Linked DNA regions of Mus musculus: region 1 is linked to region 2. A link is a contact called in public HiChIP or PLAC-seq data. All regions are on one chromosome and are shown on one strand. The core of a region is the stretch at or near the end of the contact, and the rest is flanking DNA. Distances in the headings are between cores, read along the strand shown. Region 1 overlaps Sorbs1 (sorbin and SH3 domain containing 1). Region 2 overlaps Sorbs1 (sorbin and SH3 domain containing 1).

The links. HiChIP or PLAC-seq counts read pairs in DNA pulled down with a chosen protein or histone mark.
Region 1: an H3K27ac HiChIP or PLAC-seq map of heart atrium shows a contact between it and region 2, with 12 read pairs. The contact joins two enhancer-like sites. A contact is called at or near these places in 2 of 484 Hi-C or Micro-C datasets (forebrain and nephron progenitors), 7 of 115 datasets of contacts at active chromatin or transcription factors (double positive thymocytes, embryonic fibroblasts, embryonic stem cells and 4 more) and 3 of 9 other capture datasets (adipose tissue, liver and pancreatic islet).

The regions. Positions count from the first base shown.
Region 1 is chr19:40,476,345-40,479,266 of GRCm38.p6, reverse strand. The region is part of intron 1 of Sorbs1 (sorbin and SH3 domain containing 1); the gene reads left to right. Among named protein-coding and RNA genes, the nearest start is that of Sorbs1, 36 kb to the left of the region's middle. Within about 2 kb of position 1,491, at least 137 of the 459 cell types and tissues checked have an H3K27ac peak or open chromatin away from gene starts, as enhancers often do. A contact at or near this core is called in adipose tissue, heart atrium and memory CD8 T cells, where this site is marked.
Region 2 is chr19:40,375,466-40,378,217 of GRCm38.p6, reverse strand. It overlaps Sorbs1 (sorbin and SH3 domain containing 1), which reads left to right. Exons shown (of 29, transcript NM_178362.1): 7 at 1,202-1,573. Among named protein-coding and RNA genes, the nearest start is that of A930028N01Rik, 80 kb to the right of the region's middle. Within about 2 kb of position 1,472, at least 39 of the 459 cell types and tissues checked have an H3K27ac peak or open chromatin away from gene starts, as enhancers often do. A contact at or near this core is called in adipose tissue, heart atrium and memory CD8 T cells, where this site is marked.

The sequences.
Region 1 (2,922 bases), core at 242-2,741, 100 kb before region 2:
TTGTCTCTGCCTCTGCCTCTCTGCCTCTCTGCCTCTCTGCCTCTCTGCCTCTCTGCCTCTCTGCCTCTCTGCCTCTCTGCCTCTCTCTCTGCCTCTCTGCCTCTCTCTCTGCCTCTCTGCCTCTCTGCCTCTCTCTCTGCCTCTCTGCCTCTCTGCCTCTCTCTCTGCCTCTCTGCCTCTCTCTCTGCCTCTCTGCCTCTGCCGAGTGCTGGGATTAAAGGAGTGCACCACCACCACCACCTGGTGCTGTTGTGTTTTTTCTGCTTGATATTGAGGTTGGCTTTTCTAGGCTCATCTTGGAAGGGCCTTGGGTAGTAGGAATGGGTTGTTGCAGGGCAAGACCATGGTGGCTTTGGGATGGGGGAACATGACCAGGTCTTGCTCCTTATACTACTTCTCTTTCTTTATGTTTCCTTTTCTCCCCCCTTAATATACTCGATTCTTTCTACTTCCTTGTCCCAGGACTATTTTATGTGTTGCCAGGTGTGATGTTCGACACAGAAGATGGAGAGTCCTTTTCTTCCCTTTATGTCCTTGATGCTCCATTTTACAGGCTGTCTTTGGCCATTTCTCCCCATGCCTTGCTGTACCCATTAAAGTCACTGCAGGCTTTGTGGAGTGGGAGACCCGGGTCATCCTCACACGAATGCCAGCTCTTTTGTGTCCCCTATTATGGTGCTGGGGCAATAGGGCAGGGTGTTGGGGTGGCTTTGCACATTCTTGGTTGCAACTGGCAGGGCATAGGAGCCAGTACAGCGGTGGGCCTGTGTGCTGCTGAAGCCGGGCCAGCACCAGGCTCAAAGGCTCAAGTGCTGCCCGGTGCTGACTCCACATTTTGGCTCTTAGGCTTCTGCCGTGTCATTTGTATTGGTCATTTAGCCTGGGCTGCTCCACAGCCTTGTCATCATAGGAATTACACAACATCTAGCGTTTTTGACCTTGTAAGGCTTTGGAGAAGAGACTGTAAATTCCTGCTCCGTATAGCAGCTCAGGGGATGGAACGAAGGAGACTTAGTCGGCTGACAGCCCTGGTGTTGGAAGGCTGCCCCTGCACTTGTGCATATGTTGGGCACGTCCCAGAGGGGTTCGTGCTGCAAAGAAGATTGCTGATCAGTGTTAGCCCAAGGAGGTTTGAGGACAGATTAGCTCCTTTTACAGCAAGTATTTTCTTCAACTCCCCACCACAGAAAGAGAGGTTTGGGTTTATTTAGATACACGTAAGAAGTCTCCTTTTCCTTAGTGTTTATTGTTGGCCTTTCCAAGTTCCAGGCCAGTTTCAGGGGGCCTAGGAAACAGTTTGTCAGCCTCTGTTGTTTTGACGTTCAAAGCTTCTAACAAACCCCAGTTTGGGCGAGAGCTTAGCAACTGCAGCGTGGCTGGGTCCCTGGCCAGGGAGGTGTCATTTCCTGATAGGTTTTGACTGCTAAGCACTCTGTGGGCTCAGTAGTACTGTGTCTCTTCTGAACCGGTCATGTGCTGTACTCTTATATTACTGGAGAGGGAGTGTCCCCAGAGCCTGGGGTGGTGAGGTCACTTACCTGGGTCACCACAGAGCCGTGGAAGAACCTGAACTGGAATTATCTCTTTTTCCAACCAAGTCTTAAATCCCATTTGCTGACTCTGTGTGTGTGTGTGTGTGTGTGTGTGTGTGTGTGTGTGTGTGTGTGTGGTAGTTGAATAGGGTCCAGGCACACACACTTTGCAATCAACTTGTCTGGGCTCCAGGTTCTAGCTGAGTTATTTATTTACTTTGCTTATGAGCATTGGCTTAGCCTTCCAGAGTTTCAGTTTCCTTATCTGTAGGATGGCGACTGCCCTTCTTGATAGGTTTTGAAGCTCTCCCAGGCTTGTTCCCAGTACATGTAGGCACTCAGTAGTTGGCACTTGGCAGTGTTATTTTCCATACCTTGCTGTAGATTTCTGGCTCTGCCGGGGTCTGTTATAGGCAGAGCTGCAGTAATCCCCAAACTTGCACGCCACCCTGCACCATCTTCCTTTCATTTAATGCAAACCTTGTGAGCAGACTAAGATCTGGGTTGGTGCGCACCTGTTAGAAGAGGATGCCTATGGATTTAAGCACCGTGCATTCCACAGTCAGCCATTTTTGGCTCAGTTTCAAAGCAGAAGCAGATTAGAGGTGTATGTGTGTGTGTGTGTGTGTGTGTGTGTGTGTGTGTGTCTGTGTGTACATGTGTGTGTGTAGAGGTTGGAAGTCAACCTTTGGTGGGGTTTCTCCTCAAGTGTCACCCACTTTGTGTTTTCTTGATAGGCTCTCTCATTGGCCTGAAATTCGAGAAGTAGGCCAGGCAGGCTGATTGATCAGTGAGTTTCTGGGATCCTACCATTTTTGTGTTGTTGGTTCTGGGGCTCAAACTCAGATCTCCATTCCTACACAGTAAAGTCTTCAGTGACTGCTGCCTCCTCGTCCCCAGACAGATATTATTGGGTCAGGAGAAGTTCCATGTGCTCCAGGTATCCTTGAGTTACAGACACTCTGACTTGTGAGCTATCCACCCATAGGACTTCCTCTTGCCTTTACCCTTCCTTGCCCAGCTGTTCGGATGATGATTCAGTCTGCAAACATTTGAGTGTCTCCTGTGTTCCAGGCATAGGGCAAAGTGCGAGGGAGAAAACACACGTTGAACCTGGAATTCATGAGTCTTATGGTTCATAGGGAAGGCATCAAGTCAATATGAGTAAAGTCATCACAAATCATTTTGAGGCTGCAGTGAGGAAGTGCTGGAGACCACTGAAGCACATGCTAGAGAGACCTGACTGTGTTTAGGGGACCACAGAAGGCTCTCAAAGAGGTGAGTGTTGAGCTGATAGCGGAAAGTCGGAAGCAGAGAGGAGCAGGGGATGGTGGTACAACCTTTGAACTTATCATCTACCTCTTTTCCCGTAGTCTTTTTGGAACCAGTC
Region 2 (2,752 bases), core at 223-2,722:
ACCTCTGTTCCCCTGGGAGCTAGGTTGGCTCCCCGAAATGCATCATGTCCCCGTTCATTACTTTTGGGGTCCATGGGCCTTGAAGTGCCCTCCCAACCCCAGCAATACTATGTAGCCTCCCGATTAGTATACAGTAAGAATGTGAGCTCTAACACACGTTGTGAGGCCACAGGGAATAAACAGGTCAGCAGCTTATATGTCCCGTGTTTATCCAATAACATTTGCCGGGCATCATCGGAAAACTACCCTCCTGTTGCACGTGACTCGGCCCCAGACACTCCCTCGGAGGCCGCAGGCACTCAGGCACCAGCTCCCTGCCTTGTCCCTGGCACAGCCACAGTTGGCACAGGAAAACCACCCCCTGCTCCTCCTCCTGACCCTCCCAAGCTATTCTTTGACAACCGCAAAGATGACGGTAACCGCGGTGAGAATCACACACTGGGGACATGGGCCTCGTTCCCAGATGCAGTGAGGCCTCCCAGGCTAGGCCCCCAGGTTACCTCTGATCCCGAAAACCAGAAGAACAAAGAAACTTACCTTTTGCAGCCGTGTTATCCAGCCAAGGCAAGAATCTAGGAATGTTTGTGTGTCTTCTACACTGTCTCTCTCAGAACCGGTTGAAGCGGCTCACTTGTCTTTTGGGCTTCCCTGCCCTCCCTCTCCTCACTAGTGTTACAGCACTTGAATCCCGAGTCCTTCTATCTAACTCTCTGAGCACAGCCTCTCCTGTCTCCCTGGCTCCTGTCTGTCAATGTCTCAGTATGCCAGACCATGGAATTCATAGACTAATAACGTGGTAAGAGTGTTCAAGTCTTACGACAAGGTGCTAAAGAAACTGCATTTGCTCCCAAGCTTGCGGGCTCTGTGGCAGTTTTGTGGGGTTAAACGCTGTCTGCTTGCCCACCTGACTCTCTTCTGTTGTTTGTTCTCTTTCTCTCTCATAAAGTGTTAAAAGGTTTCAAAAATAGACAGACGGAAAGTGAACTTGGATGGGGCTCCCTCTGTGTCATAGAGTATCAGGAGGCCAGCTGGCTAGCGCTGGCTAGCACTGACTGTCTCATGTACTCTGAGGAAAGGGCACTGATTAAATATTTCTTGAAGTGCATCACTGCATGTCCACGCGCAACTGTTTAAATGTGGAATTCCTGTCTCTCTGCCGTCCCCTTTGCGTAACTGCGTAACAACCCCTTATTTCCCACAGGGTGCCACCTCCTCCAGCTCAGCCCCGTCTGAGGTAATAGTTGTTCCTCTCTACCTGGTTAATACTGACAGAGGGCAAGGGCAAGAAGGCACTGCCAGAACTCCAGCATCTCTGGGGCCACTTGGCTGCGTCCACACTGTCCCGGCGACCACCCCTGCTGCCTCACCTCTGACCTTCCCGACACTCGATGATTTCATTCCCCCTCACCTGCAGAGGCGGCCCCACCACAGCCAGCCAGCCAGTGCTTGTGGCTCCCTCTCCCCTGCTAGCCAGACGTCACCACCCTCACCACCACCTCCGCTGGTCCCTCCCGTCCCGGAGGACCTCCACAGAGGCCTGGAGCCTGACCTCCCGGGAGCTGTCTCAAGTACCGTAAGCTTGCTGGACCCCCTTCCCCACGGCTACCCTGAATGTCTGCTCCTGGCAGTAAAACCCTCCCTTTCTCACTGAAGTACTAAGTTCTGAGGCGGCCTTGGCCACTGTGCTTGTGTGCTGGCTGGATCTGTGTGTGCTATCCCTGAGAGCATGTCTCCCTTGTGCATCCTATGGGCCACCTATGGCTACTCTTGGCCTTTCAAGAACACTCTCTTCCTCTGCTCTGTTGGGAACGCACGTCTTTCTGATGGAAGTCTGTCTTCCCTCTGAGAAGTGTCTGTGATCTTTACCTCACCTGGTCCTGATCTTCCTAGGTCAGGGCAGATGTAGTGTTGAAGGCTGAGAAAAGCTGTGGAAAGCCACAGGCAGATTTGGTGATAGGACACGAGGAAGAAGAGAGTTTATGAGGAGGAAAGTTTTTATTCTTTGGCTGATTTCATGAAGCGGACTCTGTTAAACAGAAGCGGAGAGAGGGAGAGAAAGGGGGTGGGGGCGGTGCGTCTAATTGAGTAAATAGATCTGAAAACTGATGTGTTAAGACTTTCTCACAAGACATAATTGCTAGGGCCCCTGAGGAGGAGGCCACTGTGGTTTTGGTGGCAAACACATATATCAGTAACGGTGGGAAATGTAAAAGTCCTCTCTGTTCAGAATGAGTCTCTTTATAGACAGCCCAGCTGCTTCTGATACAGTAGAAGTCCGGAGCGAAAGAATCTGAATGGACATCATAAGTCATAATGTGAGGACACTTGCTGGCTCAGTGGGATCATGTCGTAACCACTCCTATGATAGGGACTCAGTGGACTCAATTCAGCCCAGCCTAGGGGAAGTCCTAGTTCCTGTTAGCTGCGTTGCTGAGGACTTACCCTAGTGAATGAAGATGTTAAAGGAACTGCTAGGTTAGTGATGGTTTCATCGATGTTCTAAGCAACTAGGATTCATTCACAGGTGCACTTACAACAAGCCAGGACTCCTGCTTTCAGACGGCCTGGAGGAGTTAGGTAGAGAGTATCCACTCTCAAGGCTGGTTGGTGCGCATGGGATCATCCGAGCACTGGAGAAGTCTAGTTTATATACCATAGATTTGATTGAGTGGGTCTGGGAAGGAGCAGGGGCCTCTCACTTGGTTGCAGGTATCAAGTGGGTTTTGATGTTGGAGCCATAAACACCACCACT